Linked DNA regions of Gossypium hirsutum: region 2 is linked to region 1. Evidence: chromatin contacts called from public Hi-C data. All regions are on one chromosome and are shown on one strand. The core of a region is the stretch at or near the end of the contact, and the rest is flanking DNA. Distances in the headings are between cores, read along the strand shown. Region 1 holds the start of LOC121213859. Region 2 holds the start of LOC121213861 (coleoptile phototropism protein 1).

What was found. Hi-C and Micro-C count contacts between places; a contact is called where the count stands out from the background.
Region 2: a contact with region 1 is called in a Hi-C map of leaf, with 3 times the contacts expected there. The contact joins the promoter of LOC121213861 here to the promoter of LOC121213859 in region 1. A contact is called at or near these places in 5 of 34 Hi-C or Micro-C datasets (anther, callus and leaf).

What each region holds. Positions count from the first base shown.
Region 1 is chrD01:14,024,707-14,030,382 of Gossypium_hirsutum_v2.1, reverse strand. LOC121213859 reads right to left here and starts at 3,345. Exons shown (of 3, transcript XM_041087099.1): 1 at 2,969-3,345; 2 at 24-307. The coding sequence starts at 3,070.
Region 2 is chrD01:14,223,286-14,228,961 of Gossypium_hirsutum_v2.1, reverse strand. It overlaps LOC121213861 (coleoptile phototropism protein 1), which reads right to left and starts at 3,351. Exons shown (of 4, transcript XM_041087102.1): 1 at 3,178-3,351; 2 at 3,005-3,074; 3 at 1,487-2,593; 4 at 1,013-1,401. The coding sequence starts at 3,320. The coding sequence ends at 1,021.

The sequences.
Region 1 (5,676 bases), core at 2,096-4,595:
AATAATGGATGGAGAAGAGATACCGGAGAGCATTAGTGAGCATGACTGCCTTGTCGAACTCTAGGTTTTCTCTTGCTTTCAAGATTTGCAACATTAGAGCAAGACGAATTTGGGTGCTCGCAGTTTGTTGTGCTATGAGGATTGTCTGGTTTTTAAGTTCCTCACATTCTAATTGAATGGCTTCAAAATTTTCTCTTTCTTGTCTTTGCCCCTCTTTGATCTCTTTTTGTTCTTCACTTATTTCTTTCATATCCGACCTTATCCTTTTCATGCGACTGCTCAGTCTTTCCTGCTTTTTCCTCTTCTGCTATGTATGTAATTAAGAAATAACTAATTACTAAGCAATTCTTAGATTTCATTAATTTACTTTTTGGGATGCTTAAATAAAAATGTTGTAATTTAAAATGCGATCTATTCAGTCAAAATCAAGCTGAATGATTTTTAGATTCATGGTTAAAGTAACCATAATGATCCATTGATTACTCCTTGATATACGATGTATGTTTTTATATAATATAGATACAACTAATGAAGATAATAAATTGTGTATGTTAAAATAAAATTAAATAAAATACACTAAAATAAAATTTTAGTTGAGTAGTAAATTTAATATTTTACCAATCTAATTGGCATGAGATTAAATTTCACTGTATGCAAATTTTTATTTTTACTTTTTGTTAAAATAAATAAAAAAAAACTAAAGTACCTTCGAATAATATAACTTATTTTAATTACGAAGGATATTTCCATAATTTTCCTAGAGTTTAGACTGAGTTAATGGGTGACACCAACTTAACAAAGGGTTTCATAAATAGTATAGATAAATGGCTTTATAAATAGTATAGATACAACTAATGAAGGTAATAACTTGTGCATATTAAAATAAAAATGTACAAAAAAAATTAATAAATTGAAGGTTTAGTTGAGCGGTAACTTTAAAATTTTATCAATTAAATTGGTTTGAGTTCAGCAAATTTTTACTAGTTTTGTTAAAATAAAAAGAGTAAAGTACCTTAGAATAATATATTTATTTTAATTACGGAAGGATATTCTCATAATTCTCCTACCGAGTTGGTGTTCGATTTGACTCGTGATTAGACCTACTCATGGGTCGAGCCATCCGCCCATACCCGAAGGCTTGCTAGAAAAATGGGAGGGTGACAAAAATACGAGGCTCGAAAAATGAGTTTGGGTAAAATCAAAAGCCCGTTTTCTATATGGGTTAGGCCATGGGCAATTTTTTTTGGCCGCCCGAATATATTATATTATAAAAATTAATTATATTAATTATATATGTTAAATATTTATATATATTTATATTAAATCACTAACCCAATAATACTTAAACCCATTACCCAAAAATTAAAAAATCTTACCAAACTAAAATATAAAATCTTAAAAATTATATTTAATACAATAAAATATTTACGATATTTATTTCTATTTTTTAATATAATAAAACATTTATTATATTTATGGTAGTATTTTTTTAATATAAATACTTTTTAAATGTATTTTAATGTGTTACAAAACATTTATTTTAGTGTTTTTTACCGTGTATTCTTTTTTTTTAAATTTAAATAAAAACTAATATAAAAAAATCAAATATGGGCAGGTCAAGTCAAACCCAAAGTTATCTTTCTTAAATTGGACTGGGCTTAGGAAAAAAAAGTAAACCTATTTTTCGAGTCAAATCAGATTGGGCTAAAAAAATTGGTCTAGATATCTTTCATGGGCTCGACCCATGAGCACCTCTAGTTGCGACATCAGTTTTATTAATAGTACAAATATACAACTAATGTAATAAATTATACATATTAAAATAAAAACGTATAAAAAATAAAAAACTGAAGTTTTTGTAATCCAATTACTGTGGGTTCCCACAATATGTATATTTTTTATTATTTTTTGTTAAAATAAAAAGACCAAAGTACCCTCAAACAATATAATTTATTTTACTCACAAAAAGATATTTCTGTAATTTTTTTAATCGAATTAGTGTTTATAATTTAAATCTTTTAAACGTTGGAGATATTTCTTCAAGAAACCGCCCAGTATCTCTTTCTTTTATTCCTAGACCATCATGAGTTCTAAAGTTTATGGGAGGAAGATAGAATAGTCAAATTATAATTTGGGACTAAAGTGAACTATAACTACATTTTTCTTCAGAAAATACTTAAGAGGAAGGGAATTTGAGGTAGATTAATAGCTTTTTTTTGGCCATTGACACAATCTTGACTTCATCCTTGAACAACATCAATCTGTTGAGGGGTTCATCAACTTCAGATGAACGACATTTCGAAAACTTCTCCTAAAGGAGTCATCTCCTCTCAAAACAAAAAGGTGCTAATAGACCCCTCAACGAGTTGATATTGTCGAGCTGGAGTTTTTATCTTATAACTTTGTCAAGAGTCCAGATTGCAAAGGCGGGGTTCATAGAGCAATAGTGTCTCATTAGATCAGGTTGTACATGGCGCATGGCCACCTATTAAGGGGATATGAGAATTATGCGCTTAGTAGGGTTTGAACCCTGACCCTTATTTTATCTCTTGATTTAATAAGGCGTTCTCACTCCATGAATCTCGCCTTCGATACTTGGGCTCTCGATAAAGTTGGGAGTAAAAAACCTCTACTCGATCCGAAGATAACATCAATCCATTAAGAGGTCCATTGACTTTAGACAAATGATACTATACAAATTTCTTTGAAAGGATGCCTCCCCTCAACAATAATATATATAAGTTTGTAGTTCATCTACACTAACAGTTTATATCTTGCATTAAATATCAATCATATAAATATATATAACATTAAAATTAATTGAATATTATTAACATAAAATATAAAAAATATATATAGTAAAGCTTGATTTTATTGGAAGAGATTGGTGCATATTATTAATATAAAAAAGAGTGAGACTACGTAGGGGTAGATGCAGAATAAGAATGAATGAAGATTAAAAGCATACCTGATGGCATTTCCATAAGAGTTTTGGTTTTGGAAACGGAAGGGGATGATAATGATGTCTCTTTTTCCTAATCGTAAACATGGAACATTGCATTGTTTTCATACTTACTAGTAGCTACCATTTGCGTGTTCTACTTTTCCTCTTCAATATCTTATAAACAGTTGCATCTCCATTGTGGTCCTGCCTAATGATCGCACGGCTTCCGCCGGTGTCGACCGATTATTTTCAAACTTAAGCAAGTCAACTGACACCATCGTCCGTAGCATCGTGTTGTTAATGTTTTTTTTTTTTTAGTAGTTAATCCAAGTCAAGCAATCAATTTCCAAGAAACTGAGAAGAATATTCCCGCAAGGAGTCGCACGATTTACAGGCTTTAACAGCTGCACAGCATTTCCAAGGAGAGAAGAAAACACAAAGCAACCCAACAATTGACTAAAATAACCCCCAACAACCCTCTCTAATCTTGCATAAATCCCAGAATTTTTCTTCTTGTTGACTCTGTTCTTTCTGGCTTGGATACATCTAATTTGGTTCTTTCATTTTAGTTTTCACTTATCTCCAAGCGAGAAGTATTTAGTTAGTGAAATCTAAACTGAAGGATCAAATATGTATCGTTTTCGGAAATTGTTGAAAGGAGAAAGGTAATTATTTTAATCCACTTCATCCTTCTAATCATTGTTTTTGCTCTGTTCCTTTGGATTATAAATTTATTGTTTTTGGGGATACACTTCTGCCGGCGGCTAGGTACAAAAATGATGAACACAGGTAATGTGGCAGGAAGAAATGGGCAAAGGTTTGACATTTATTACTGTCTAAATGTGTTATAATTTGGTAGTTATATGTTAGTTGGAATGGTAAGGAGGTGGATGCTATTTCAGTATAGTTTTAGATTTATTATAGAACATCCTACCACATCAGATATGTCTCTTTCAATAATATTAAACCTCATCAAATCTTTCTCCTCCCTCCTTCCTCTTCTAACCACCAAGAATATCAATAACAAAAAGCAAAAACAAGAAGAAGAAAGAGGAGATAGCCAACCCAACCTAAATCCACATATAATAAAGAAATAAAGAAGTGGCATATTTGGTTAGTCAAGAATTCTCAACAAAACTTTGGTGGGACTGAATTCATTGATTGATGCTTTTAAATTAGATCCAAGAAAATACAATCCATGCATGCCAATAATTTTCACACTTTAAAATGCTTGGATTGCGGCAAACTGTGGGCGTAATGTTATTTTTCATTAATAATTATATTGTTTTTTTTAAACAATCTCATGTTCTGATTATATCTGATCTTTTTAACCCACTGCTTGAAATTACTCATAACTCATCTCAACCCATAAATGGGAGGATAATGCATTTCAGCGCACTTGAATTCACGTAATACCCATGCCAATCAATTGGCATAATCATATTGTTAAATACTTTCTTGGACTAACATATTATATATGATATTTTGATTTGTAAATTTTTTTACTTGTATATAGATGATTTGGGTGTAAACAAAAATGGGAGTCAAAAAGCTTAGTAATCCATCACAATTGACCAACTAAATCGAGGTTAATTTAGTGTTAAGAAACGGAAACCCACATCAACCCAAATATTTGATTTTTATTAAATTAAAATCTATATGAATGTTTTATATTTAAAATAATAAAATTAAGATAAAATTAACATCAAACCCATGAAAACTCAAGTTAATCACCATTTACATTTAAATTATTTTAAATTCATATTCTCTTTTTTTAGATGAAAAGAATTTATTTTAAATCGGTAATATAATATTATTAATAGTACTAAGATTTTGTAATATTATAAGAAACCTGTGACAACTTTAATCCATTTTTGTTGAACCCTAACATTGTGCTCATCCGCCACAACTGAGATTGATTCACATGCCTACGTAAATTGTACTTAAATGATATTAAAAAAAAATCCATTTTTCTTAAACCATTTCTTGATTATATTGTATTTGGTGGATGATAATATAAGGGAAAATTTCTATTATTAATTATTTATTAGCCGAAAATTTTAACATTTTCTATGTTTTTATTGTTTTAGTACTTTTTTAATTAAAGATAATTTTATATTGCAAACAATTAAACTAATGTACTTCTTTGATACTGTTAGAATTGTGTGACCCAAATTCTAAGAGATTGCTTGCAAGTCAAGTTAAACAAAAATATATTTTCTTTTTAGAAGATTTAGTATTTATTAGTATAATATATTTAGCATTTATTAGTATAGTTTATTTGACTTACTAATTTAGCCTATAAATAGGCTCCTTTACAATCTTAGAATTAAGAGACACCCATTAGATTAGAACTCATAACACATTCAGAGAATTTTGTGTTTACGTTTGAGGGTTCTTTGTTTTTCGGGTTTTCGGGGTTTAGTTTTTATCTCCATCTTTTGTACTCTTCATTCTTTTGCCATTATAGTAAATTTATCTTTGCCCGTGGTTTTTTATCCTCTTTTGAGGGGTTTTTCCACGTTAAATTTGTGTGTTCATCTTCTCAATTTCTTCTACTATTTTTACTTGTTCGTTGCTTAATCGGGACGATCCTAACAAGTGGTATCAGAGCTAGTTTAACTTTCATAGATCAGCCCGGTCAGAGATGGCAGCAACAAGGTTTGAAATTGAGAAGTTCGATGGTAAGACAAATTTCAATCTGTGGCAAGTTCGGATGATGGCAATTCTAG
Region 2 (5,676 bases), core at 2,102-4,601, 200 kb before region 1:
TTTCTAGCAATTTTTGTTTCGACTTCAACCTTGTACGTTGATCGGTGGCTGACTCTTGGGGTGTTGGAGCATTTAGGCTTGTTGTAGTGGTGTGTGACGCACATTATGGGGCGAATTCCCCTAGCTTGTTTCTTTTCTGTTTTCTTTGACTATAATAAATGCACGCCGGATTTATTCAAAAAAAGAAAAAAAAACTGCTTTTTCATAATTTGGTTTTAATATTTACATTGGTATTTAAGAATTTACCTCCGCACACATTACCACGTCATTAGTTGAATGTGCCTGGCACATTAAAAAAAATACAAAATCCTTTTTTAAATATTATACATAAAAATTGAAAAAGTAACATTTTAGAGAATTTCAAATAATAATAAATTTGGGAAAATATATAACATTATAATAAATATTTAATTTTATAAAATACAAAAACACAAAAATATATAAAAATTAAAAATTTTAGCTAAAACTTTAAAAAAGTCAGAAAGAAAGTAAATGTTGTATTGAAACTACAAAAAAAATTGAGCCCAAGTTTTATATTTGTTAAAGGTTGAATTTTAATTCAGTTTCATTTTGTGAGGTCCAGAGTTTAAATTTAAACTCAATTCTATGGGCCTAATTTTAAAGTTCAAAGTATGGTTTTAATGGTCCATATCCAAAGAGTCTAATGCCCCAGGTTCAATGCAATTGGAGCAGGTTAAGTTGGCCATTTTTGGGCCCAAAATTTTAAGGTTTTTTCTTCTTCTTCTTATTGCATATGATTGAACACTTTATTTTATATTATATGTGTTACATTATATATTCAAAATATATATTTTTATTATATATAATTTTTATTGATTTTTTATAAGGAAAGGGATTATTAAATCTTGGTAATTAGGTTAAAAATTTGACATATTTTACGTTAGTTTTTCAAAGTTCAAAGAATTGATATGCTTGAGCATATATAGTTATAGTCCTAGTGACCATGTAAAACCACGGGGAGAGTGATAAAATTTGTTGATGAAAACAAAGCTTTATGTTCTACTTGATGCATGATCTTTGAACTTGTTTTTGAAGCTTTAGTTTACACATTTGCAACTGATTGAGTTGCATCTTCATATTCTCCACCTCTTTTCTTATCAACATAATCTCTTTTTGAGGTGCTATGAATCCCTTCTCTAAACATTTTTTATTATTCATCTTCATTATTACTTGAGTCGTCGTTCTTGGATTAATATTTGACTTAGAAGCTGATATCGATCTAGCCATTTTTACTTGCTCAAGAAGCATGAATTCCGTTACGATTTTCAACGGCAATCGGCCGTTCCTCATTGCATGTTGGCGTGCATCTTCTGATAATCTATGATACTCCATTGCTTTGCACACACTAGCTCTTTCTTCCTCCATTAGACTTGGATGTGCCTACACAATCGTTGCACAAACTTTGAATTAGGTAAACTACTATTACATAGAAAGAAAGTAAGTTATTCAGGGGTGAAGTACATACCTTGAGGTACATGTCTATGGCTCTATAAAGGTTGTTATCGCACGATCGAGCATTTGTCGGTAATGCGTCCACAAGTAATTTGAAATCAATGAGCGTAAGGTTAATATCCCTTGCAATTAGAGTAAGGTAACCATCAATCAACCTTCCAACAATGCATAGTCTTGCCCTAGAGTTTTTCAAGGCCAATAAAACATAAGCTTTGACCACCCTAATCACAATTCCAACATCATATGTAGTATCCTTATCTCCATAGTTCTTAACCAAGAGATCTTGAGCACAACATTGCTCCAACATGGAAGCTATTCTTGTTTCTAGTTTGCTCAACAACTCAGAATTTACTTGTATTTTCAGCCCCAACTTGACAAGGTAAAGTAGAAAGTTGCAAGAAACTGAGTTTTTCTCCGCTGGAAGCATATTAATTAAACTTTCAATGGTAATTCTTTGTAGCTTTTGAGTCAAATGCTTGGGTATTGTTGGGTCATCAAATACAAATGTGGTACCCGAAAACCATTTCGCCGTCCAATGAGCTATACATGATCCAACAAGCTCCGGTTTCACCCCTTTTCGTTTAATCGATTCGATCACTTGGATAAAATGATCAATTCGAAGGGTCGAAACATCTTGAAACCACCAAGTATCACTTGATTCTCCAACATTCAAGTTCCCATTACTATTTTGTCCTAAAGTAAAAGCTTTGGGGTCAGTTGAGGCCTTCCAAGCAATGGCATCGGAGCATTGTTTCACAATAAGCAAATCTTTGGACCAAGGTGACACAGATTCACAGCTTTTGAGTACCTTAAAAGTGTCTTTCCAAGATGAGAAAATTGCAAAGCTCAAAAACGCCTCTGTTTTGGAAATGAGATTACCTTGGTGAAGATCATCACTCATTTCCAAGAAATTTGCAGCACAATAGAGTGGAGCAATGGAGGCAGCTGTTACATCCACCTTAAATCCATAGCAGAAGTTGACAATTGATTCAAAGGTGATGGTTCCACCAGGAAGGTCATCCAACACAATCTTGAGGCTGCCTCCATTGTGTCCATGTCCCTCACTTCTTTTTGCAAATACAAGTCTATTCAAATACCCACTTTTCGAAACCATAGCAAGCTGAGGATCACAACATGATCACTTGTTTATAAATTGTAATAGCTAATTATCTTAAGATATGACAAATGCAATGAATTACTAATTTCACATAAATGATTGTAAAGTTAAAATTGAATTAATATGGTAAATTATAAAAAAAATTAAAACATAATACGAAAATACAGTTGGCCTTTGTGTTGGGCACAATATGAGCATGATAATGACAAATCTGTCCACATATATCCCATCAGAAACAAAAGGCATAATATTTGGTAAAACGATTCCCTACATAATATATGAAATATATTTTTATGCAAGCCATCCCCTCCCCAAATTTATAATAATTTACAAAAATAAGTTTATTTTCATCTGGCAAAATTAATAATAATCCCATGCTTCACTAATAAAGACAAGTATATAGTTGTTGCTGACCTTGTGTAAGTGAAAGCTAAAATCTCCAACCTGCACCATTAAATCACTTGCAACTTTGGTCCTAACAAACCTGCGTCAGACGAAATCAAAACAGGAGCTTATTAATATCATCTCTACATAAACACCACCATTATATATACCTATATGTACCAGAAGAAGAAGAAGAATTTAACCAGTCATTGTTTCTTCTTTCCAATTCCCCAGCAACAATGCTAGACTTTGGTGGATAAATAACACAATGGTTAGGCTTCCCACCCAGCACTGAACCATGAGTACTCTGATGTTCCTCTCTACAACCCATCATCTTAGACCTCATTTTTCCTCGATAGCTATAAGTCCTTGAACCATCATCTTTGGGCTGTAGTGTTATTTATACACAATGAATTAGCAGTGTACGTGGGCAGAGATGGGTGGGGGTTATTTATTGCATTTAATTATTCCAAAGTGGTTAAAGCCATGAAGATGGTTTGGTACCCTTTGCCTGTCTGCCACAGTAAGAATATATGGATGGACAGCTTATAGCCAACACATTGACAATTTATGTTCTTGATTCTCATCCATATATATCATTACACCAATCACCCTTTTACGTCAGTGTCGATTTTATGATTGCTCCATGTATTATATCAAGAAAAGTACCATAATCTTTTGGGAGGAAAAAGTTGATAGAATTATATATGTTTAATAAATATTAGATTAAAGTTCAAACATTAGAGATGGTATTGTTGAAAGGGGTAGTTATGAATAACAAATATGATACTTAGAACAGACATGAAAAATAAGAAAAAAAATTTAGATCAAATGATATTTATTATATGGGTGAAAGAATGATAAGTAGAAACTAATTTTTTTTTCTTCTCAATGAAAGCAATTATTTATTTTCAAATTACATTATAAAATTCCAGTAGTTTTTTTAAAGAATTAGTTTTTAAAAAAATTCAAAAGTAAAAATTACCATTATAATATACAAGTTACTGGTCTTTATAATTTTTTTTTAATTTTTTAACCATTTCTCAATTTTATTAATTATACGCATTGAACTCAATGAACAAATTAATAGTAATCTCATTTATATTTTCAAGCTATTAAAATAAATAAGTTATATAAAATGTAAAATCAATTGAAGAAGTTTATGATTCATGTAATCATGCATGTGAAACTTTTATTGTGATTCATATGTATAAATATAACTTTAAGTTTAATTCAATTGTACAATTTGAAAAAGAAAATTACTAATTGTTTGTATATACAATATATAATTACAAACTGATGCTATGACAATAATATTGTTAATAATTTATAAAAATTCATAAATCATATTGCACATATCTATTTTTAATACTTTAAATACATAACGAAATATTACAATTTCATGGCTGAAAATACCTGGAAAGGCAGAATGATGATGATCCAAGAATTTGTGGATAGTCTATGCTATGGACCCATATAAGAGAAGGTATTTATGATGGTCAGCTAAGAGAAAGACCTCTCTAATTCAAAAGGCCACACAAATATATGAAAGTTCCTTTGAAGCAAAAGCTCAGGCGGCAATCCAGTGTGTAAGAAGTTGTGGCCTAGTCTTAAAGAGGAGTAGAGTAATTAATAACAAGTACGGAAAAGAGCTGCATGAAGTGTCAACTACTGAGCTTCTTGCTCTTACACTCTCACTTTCAAGATGTTTCTCTATTGGACTTTGTAAAAAGAGTAAAACAGAAATACGAATAACTTATTTGTGTTTCGGAATACTAACTCTTCAACCTTTTAACCTATAATCTTCAACCACAAGCTATGGACGATCCACATAAGTTGGGTATATAGAGAGCAGTCAAGTACTTAACAACTAATAGATAGAATTAGAAAATTAAATTTTATAAGATGAATACCAAAATTCAAATTTTAAAGATGTCAATTGTCATTATATTTCCGTAAATTCGTGAAAATCTAATGACATCTAATTTAAATAGTCCTTTGACTGTTATCAGAGCAAATCAAGATTTATTTAAAAACTCCTCCCATCATATCCAAGTCCACGTGCAATATAGAATATTTTTAAAATATATATAATGTTCTAATAGTTTCAATTGAAAAGTTACAAGTCGTCCAAAAATTATGTCACTTGGTTATTAGCAATGATGGAACCACATGTAGGATTGTGAGGTTAATTGATCCTACAAAAAAAATATTTAAGAAAAAAAACCTTATAAAAAGAATAATATAAGTAAAAAATTGAGTTTTTGACCCCACAAAAATATTTGAAAACATCTACTAAAATCTAAAAATCTTTAATTTTTTTCTTTCAACATTCATAATTTTTTTCCTCAAAATTTTATTATTTTTTCACACTCTCTCCATAAGTTTTACATGGTAGATTATTAATCTTTGAATACTTTTTAAGTATATTTTCCTAATAATTTGATAGTAATTCTTTTTTTCTTTTCGAGCTTTGTTAATTAGTATCTAAAAATTTAAATTTGTGATTTTACTTGTGATAAATTAGGATTTTTATGCGAGACTAAGTTTTTATAGATGAAATGATTTTGGGATATTGATTTTGTATGAGATTACTAATATCTTGATTGATTTATATTTTTAAGAGAACATTAATACAAATCCTTGAAATTTTTTTAGAAAACATTAATACAAATCTTAGAAGAAATTAGGATTGGTTGTCT